2 separate regions of the Oryctolagus cuniculus genome follow, and region 2 is linked to region 1. Evidence: chromatin contacts called from public Micro-C data. All regions are on one chromosome and are shown on one strand. Each heading gives the region's core, a stretch centred on a gene start, on an enhancer-like site or on the middle of the called end of the contact. The rest is flanking DNA. Distances are from core to core; before and after follow the strand shown. Region 1 holds the start of RNF19A (ring finger protein 19A, RBR E3 ubiquitin protein ligase). Region 2 overlaps ANKRD46 (ankyrin repeat domain 46).

Region 1 (3,092 bases), core at 118-2,617:
GGAAGCTGGAAAAGGCATCTCTGGAAAATACAACTGTACAGAGTACACAACCATCCTCATTCTGCAGAACTGTCGTCAAAACCCCCTCTCAAGCCAATCTCCATCTGTGCTGAAATGTTGTTTAACATGTTGATATCTTTTCAAGGATTATATTATGTATGGGTACTGTTCCATCAATGTACTATTCTTATACTATCTGTAGGCTTCAAGTATCCCATAAACTGCTGGCTGCCTTCAAATAGCATTTAAAGGTGCATCTATAACAGTTTGAAAATTTCTGACAAATGAAAATAAACAGACCCATAATTACTTCCTTTAAAATTAACGTTCAAAGATACTTGGACCTCAACTGCCTTGCTTGTTCGGTTTTCTAATTGGTAAACATGACTGGGTTACCAACGATACCAACCACGGTCGGAAAGACCATGGCTCCCTGGTTTGTATCTAATTTCAATTAGACATACTAAAACAAGGATTGGAAGGATGATATATTTAGTTAAGAAACAGATGGCGAATGCAGTCTGTCCAGCATCTATCATATTCATTTCTCAGTATTCCAAAGAAGACTGATCTATATCTTGATGAGAAATAAACCAGGAGGAAATGGACCAGGCCCTGACTTTGTTCATTCAATTAAGAAGAATTTATACCAAGTCTTGTGTAAGGTAAAAAAATTAAAGGAGGGGTGTCTGGCAGGCTTAGAAGATAGGTGATGCAACAGTTAAAGCTAGATCAAAGTAATTCAGAAAGTAGCAGAGATCAATGAGCACTGAAATGTGAATTCTCAATGAGCATACGGCTTTGTGAAGTACCAAAATACGGAGTGACAAAGGTGAGTCCAAGGGAGTCTCCACACCCTCGCGCAAGGTGCTACTGTGGCCAAGGGCCATTAAAACTGACCGAGGGCACCTGCGGACGTACCGCGCCCAGAGCAGAACTCTGGGCCACGCAGCGGCCCCGCTCTCCCGGGTGCTGCCAATCAAGCAGGTGAACCGAGAAAGCACAAAAGGAATAAATAACGCCGTGCGAAAAGCCAGGAGCCGGCATCCTTCGCTCTGACAGCTCCAGCCATCCCCACCTGTCCTCGCAGGAGGGCGGGGAGACGCTGCCCCACAGCCCAGCCCACTCAGGGCGAATCTCTGCACGCGGCAGGGCGGGTGACTGCCCGGCCGCCCAGGTGCAGCCAGCGAAACGGTGCGCGGGCGTCCGGCGAACGCTCGACCAAGTCCCAGAGCCGCCCGCGGCGGGCCGGGTGGGCGTGACGCCATGACGCAAGGCACGTGGGTGGCGCGCCGAGGCGGGGCGGGGCGGGGCGGCCGGGGGGCGGGGGCGAGAGGAAGAAGTGGGAGGAGGAGGCGGGGAAAGCGGGGGCTGAGGGAGGGGGAATGGCAGTTGTGGTGCTGGTTCACCCCAGCAGCCTTCCAGCCAGAACTGCGGAGGAGGTCTGGGGAGCGGCCGTCGGGCCCCGGTCCCTCCGCTCTCCCCGCCCCGGCTGAGAGGCGCCGCTCGCCGCTGAGGGACCCCCCGCACCCGCAGCGCTTCCTCGGGTTCCTGCCGTCGCTCGGGGGAGATGGGCCTGCTCGCCCGCAGCTCTGCGTCGCCGCCGCTCTGAGGAGTTAAGGTACGGCGGGCACCGCAGGAGGTTGCACCCGGGAGCGGGCAGGGTGGCTCCGGTTTCCGACCCGACGAGCTCTGGCCTCGCGCCCTTCCCCGGGACGAAAATGGATTCGGAAGCCCCGGGACTTGGGGGTGGGGGGCGAGAAGGCGCCCCCTTCGGCGCCCTGCGAGAGGGGCTGGGGCCGCGGCCAGCCGGCCCGGGGCGTGGGGGGGGGGGGGACTCGGGGCCTCGAGGGTCAGGCCCAGGACTGGCCCCTGGGTTGGCTGCGCTGGCCGGGGCGGAGCCCGGGTGTCTGTGGAGCGGGCAGCCGGCCCGGCAGTGTTGTGACTGCCGAGGCGGTGCTCCCCTGGAGCACTCGCCCAGCCCCTGAAGCTGGCGAGACCGGAGGGCGGCTGCCCCGGCGGGGCGGCGGGGGCGGAGCGCATTCCTGACGGGTGAAATCGGCTCTAACGGGACCGGCTTCCGGGCCTGGCTTGCACATTCGGGGGGCCGGGGAGGTCGGCCCCCCAACGCCTGGGGCTGTTGGGCAGGAAAGCCGGGAGCCGGGGCGGGTTGGTCCGAGCAAGCTACACCCCCGGTGAACCGTGGTGTGTGGCTCCGGGATCTTCCGGGCTTGTCTTCCCCTGGACCTTCGTCTGGGTGTTCCCGGCCCGCACCCAGCAAGTAATGCCCCGACTTTGCATTTCCAGCTTTTATCAGCTGGGTTCCACCCTGCCCTCGCCCCCCACCTCCAGCCCCACCCTTTCCACCGATGGACCGTGGAAAAAGAAGTTTAGGGTTCGTTAACCTCGCGTCAAGGGCAGTACATAGAAGAAGGAAGAGAGTGGCGGAGGCTAGGTCTGTGGGAGAGAGGAAGGTGGACTTTTTCCCCCGTTGGCCTTCGGAGGTAGAAATACATGAAGGATGCTTGCTTACTCTGCTTAATATTGGCTGTTCAAAATGTGGCAGAATGTTCTGTTACGTTGACGTTGGAAAGGGCATCCCCAGGTGTTGGCCTTAAATGTTAGTAAACAGTGGAGGCGAAAAGCTGCTGCTGTGAAATGTTTGTGATCTTTTCTTTCCTTTCTCTCTCTCTCTCTCTCTCTTTTTTTTTTTTTTTTTTTTGGTAAGAACATGGCTGTCTTTCTATTGTTTTCTTGGCTGCTTTTCTTATTTTAACCTAGATTCATTGACCGTATTGGCTCGATTAAACCTGATGGTATGCCCAAGTTTTCAGCTTTGCCTGTAACCATATCAGCGCACATGTTAATCACTTCTCTTTATAATTCAAGCCGCTACCGCATTTGCCTGTTAATGCGTCTTTAATGCTGAACTGTCTGAATCAAATAAAAATCTACATATTTTTCTTTATATAGAAAATGGTGATCTTATCTTTAAATGTTTTTTCCTAGCTGTGTGCAATTCCATGGTGAGGATTTAGAATTAACTCTCGGTACTTAAAAGAAGTGGTTTTATTCTTTTTTGCATAATTTTA
Region 2 (3,113 bases), core at 499-2,998, 230 kb before region 1:
TGGTTGGGTCCCTCTGGGAAAGAGCCGGGAGGGCACACAGGGTACTTGTGGGCTCTGCCTGTGCACAGAGGTGTGGCCTGAGCAGGCCCAGCGAAAGCAGGCAGGGGCAGCACCGCGGAGAGGACCGCGGCTGGCCTGGGGCTTGACGTTCCTGCATGTGGAAAAGGAGGGGACAGTCTCAGATTTAAATGCCAGCATCCGAGATAGATTAGAAATAGTCTTTCCTAACTGTACCCTAAGTGGTTTAAATAGAAGTCTTGGCTGCTTTTACTTCTTCCCCCGTTATGAATAGTATTTCATTTCTAAAAAGTGCTTCTGTGGACTAGTCTGGAATCTAGCCTCCATTCATAATGTGAAAACTATGCGTTCTGAATTCCAAACAGTGAGCGAGTTTCAGAGTCCGGTCTGTGCTCCGCGGATGGCACGCGGTTGATCCTTTCCCCTTGGTCTGTGTGCCCGTGCCGTGCTGGCCCGCGAGCAGCTCCTCAGGGAGCCCCTCTGCTCGCCCGCCTGCCGCTGCAGCGCTTGTGGGTGCCTGACTGGGCCTCACCCACGGGTGCCCTGCTGAGCGTCTGTCTCAGCTCCACAGAGCGACAGGTTCTTCACGCCCCCCTCCCCGCCCCCTGTTGGCACTGCACTTCCTGCCGGCCCGTTGCTGGGTGTTTTCGTGGAGGCTTCTTAAGAATTCAGAGAAACTGCCGGGCGGGCGACCGCTGGAGGAAAGATCTAATCTCCAGGCTGACGTGAGTGTTCTCTGCCGTGGGCTTCCTCGCAGCGCGTGAGACCTTCAGTGCACTGTGGTTTGCAGATTCAGTGCTTGATCAGGATGCAGAACGTCGTCTGTCGCCGGGCTCGTTAGATGTGAGGGTAAGGTCAGCAGTTTCTCAAGGACACAAAGCAGCTGACAGAAACACTGCGCCGCTTCTCACCTGAAAAACAGACAGGCAGGCCTGTGTTCTCCCTGAGCCCGCAGTCAGAGACCGGCCTGCAAACCACAGGCGCTCGTAGCTGTGTGTGAATCGTTATCTGTTCTCGCAGAACACACTGTCTCTTGGAAAGCGCTTGATAGCTGGTATCTTCTCCGTGAAAAGGTTTGCGAGAGCTTTGTCTTTCTCACGAGCCAAGCCAGCAACTTCTGGAGGGGAAATGGGGAGACTGCCCTCAACCAAGCAGTCGTTATTTCGGCGTGCAGATCCTCCTCAGTGACTTCGCTCTGTGATCGTTGTGTAACATCCTAATCCGCAGTTTATTTTTACCATGAGCTCTGTAACCCGTAATCATAAGCAGATTTTTCCCTTATTTGGAATCATCCTTAACAGCTCCTCACCCTCCGCAGCCGCTGACTCTGACGCTGCGCTCAGTGTGTCTTCTGTGTTACCGGCCAGCGGCCCCCTTCTGCCTGCCACTGCCTGGGCTCAGCCTCGGCATTTCTCGCCTAGGCTGTGACACTGCCTGCTGATGGGCCTCCCTGCCTCCCGTCTCGCCCCTCTGTGCAGCCGTCCATCTAATGACTTGTAAGACCGTGCTGTGTCCTTGGCGTACAGTCCTTCGGTGCCTCTCACTGACAGTCAAGTGTACGGAGAGGGAATAAAGTCCATTAACAACGCCGTGCCCCTGCTTCCCACAGAGGCCCATGGCAGCCTCATAGTGCAGTGAAAGCAGCCAAGGACACAGGGACAGCAGCTCTGCTGAGAAGCCAGGCGGAGAGGACCAGGGGCCGGGGATCTCAGCAGACTCTGCAGACACGCCTTCCTGAAGCCCCTGGAGGTCAGACGCCAGAGGGCCTTGGTCAGGCGTCCGCTTTCAGCCGTGTTCCCGAGAAGCAGACTTTCCCGATGAGCTGTGCGGGCCCGCCCAGCTGTGACCATGCTTTTGCATTCCTAGGGAGAGGGAGCCATCCCTCAAACTGCGTCAGTCTCCTACCTTCTCTTTGCCTATTTTCTTTCTTTCCAATTTCCTAATAAAGTTTGTCTTGACAAATTTTGACTTGTTCTTTAATGAACCAAGAGAAGAGAGAGGTCCAGTTGTTTGCCCTGTGGTAAGCAGAGTGTTCTGAGAGTTCAGGCATGCCAGTGGGCCAAGTGGTATCAGCGAGAGGTGCGGGCAGACTGGCGAGCCTGCTTGGTGGGCGACAGGAGGCCTCACGGTGACACAGCTGAGGCTGCTGCTCATGTCCTACCTCTGTCTTCCCAGGCATAACTACCTTTCCTCATCGCTCGTCTTCAGACTTCACCTCTCACGTCTTGGCAAAACCATATAATGAGATAGGCACAGGCAATGCACAATAGGATTAATATTGTAAAAAGAAGGATAATCTGAATTGGCTTCTTAATATTTCTAAGTTTTAAATTCAGTTTGTTACTTTGCTTGGCTTTCCTCTTTCTATGAGCACTTGAAATTTAGGCTGCACACACAGTGTTCTGGCGGGTCCGTACTGACAGCAAGCTGTTTGATTTTTTCCATGCAGGTAGTTCTGTTTACCATGCAGAATAGCTTAAGAACAAGGAGAAGCAAATATGTGAAAAGGAATGACTTTGTGTTAAACAGGAATTCCTGCGAGCAGTAGCGTTTATATAAATGTAATTCTTTGAAGTTTAAAGAACAGGTTATGTGTCTTCTGACAGTACTGTAAACTTATCTAAGCAGTGATAACCTGCTTTAAAATTTATCCTATTATTTTATTTGAAAGGCAGAGAGAGAGCGAGCGAGATCTTCAGCCTGCTGGTCCACAACATGTGGGCATCTCAGCCAGGGACATAACCACAGCCCCAGATGCCCACTCCCATTTAAAACTATCTGATCGTTTGACATGGTGAAAAACAAAAGAGAGCTTTACAGTAAATTTACTTGCAATTTTGACTTAGCAGATGTGACGAAAATAAAACACTTTAATGGAAAATAAAATACATGAAACTATCTGGGTTTGGTAACATAATTTATTAGAGGCAGGAGGCCAAGAAGGATAAGATGTCGTGCTTTTGTAGTGCTGTACTCTCCGGGCTTAGCTCGGCTTCCTCAGCTCTCACTCACCTCCTGTTCCATTACAGGCATAGTCCATCTGCCACATCAGAACCATGTCCTACGTTTTTGTAAATGACTCTTCTCAGACGAAT

Evidence for each region. Hi-C and Micro-C count contacts between places; a contact is called where the count stands out from the background.
Region 2: a contact with region 1 is called in a Micro-C map of ear pinna, with 5 times the contacts expected there. The contact joins the enhancer-like site here to the promoter of RNF19A in region 1. A contact is called at or near these places in 2 of 6 Hi-C or Micro-C datasets (ear pinna and an unstated tissue).

The regions. Positions count from the first base shown.
Region 1 is chr6:125,791,200-125,794,291 of mOryCun1.1, reverse strand. It overlaps RNF19A (ring finger protein 19A, RBR E3 ubiquitin protein ligase), which reads left to right and starts at 1,367. Exons shown (of 10, transcript XM_051843960.2): 1 at 1,367-1,621.
Region 2 is chr6:126,016,661-126,019,773 of mOryCun1.1, reverse strand. ANKRD46 (ankyrin repeat domain 46) reads left to right here. Exons shown (of 6, transcript XM_070075370.1): 4 at 3,048-3,113. The coding sequence starts at 3,075. Among named protein-coding and RNA genes, the nearest start is that of ANKRD46, 26 kb to the left of the region's middle. Within about 2 kb of position 1,748, at least 3 of the 8 cell types and tissues checked have an H3K27ac peak or open chromatin away from gene starts, as enhancers often do. A contact at or near this core is called in ear pinna, where this site is marked.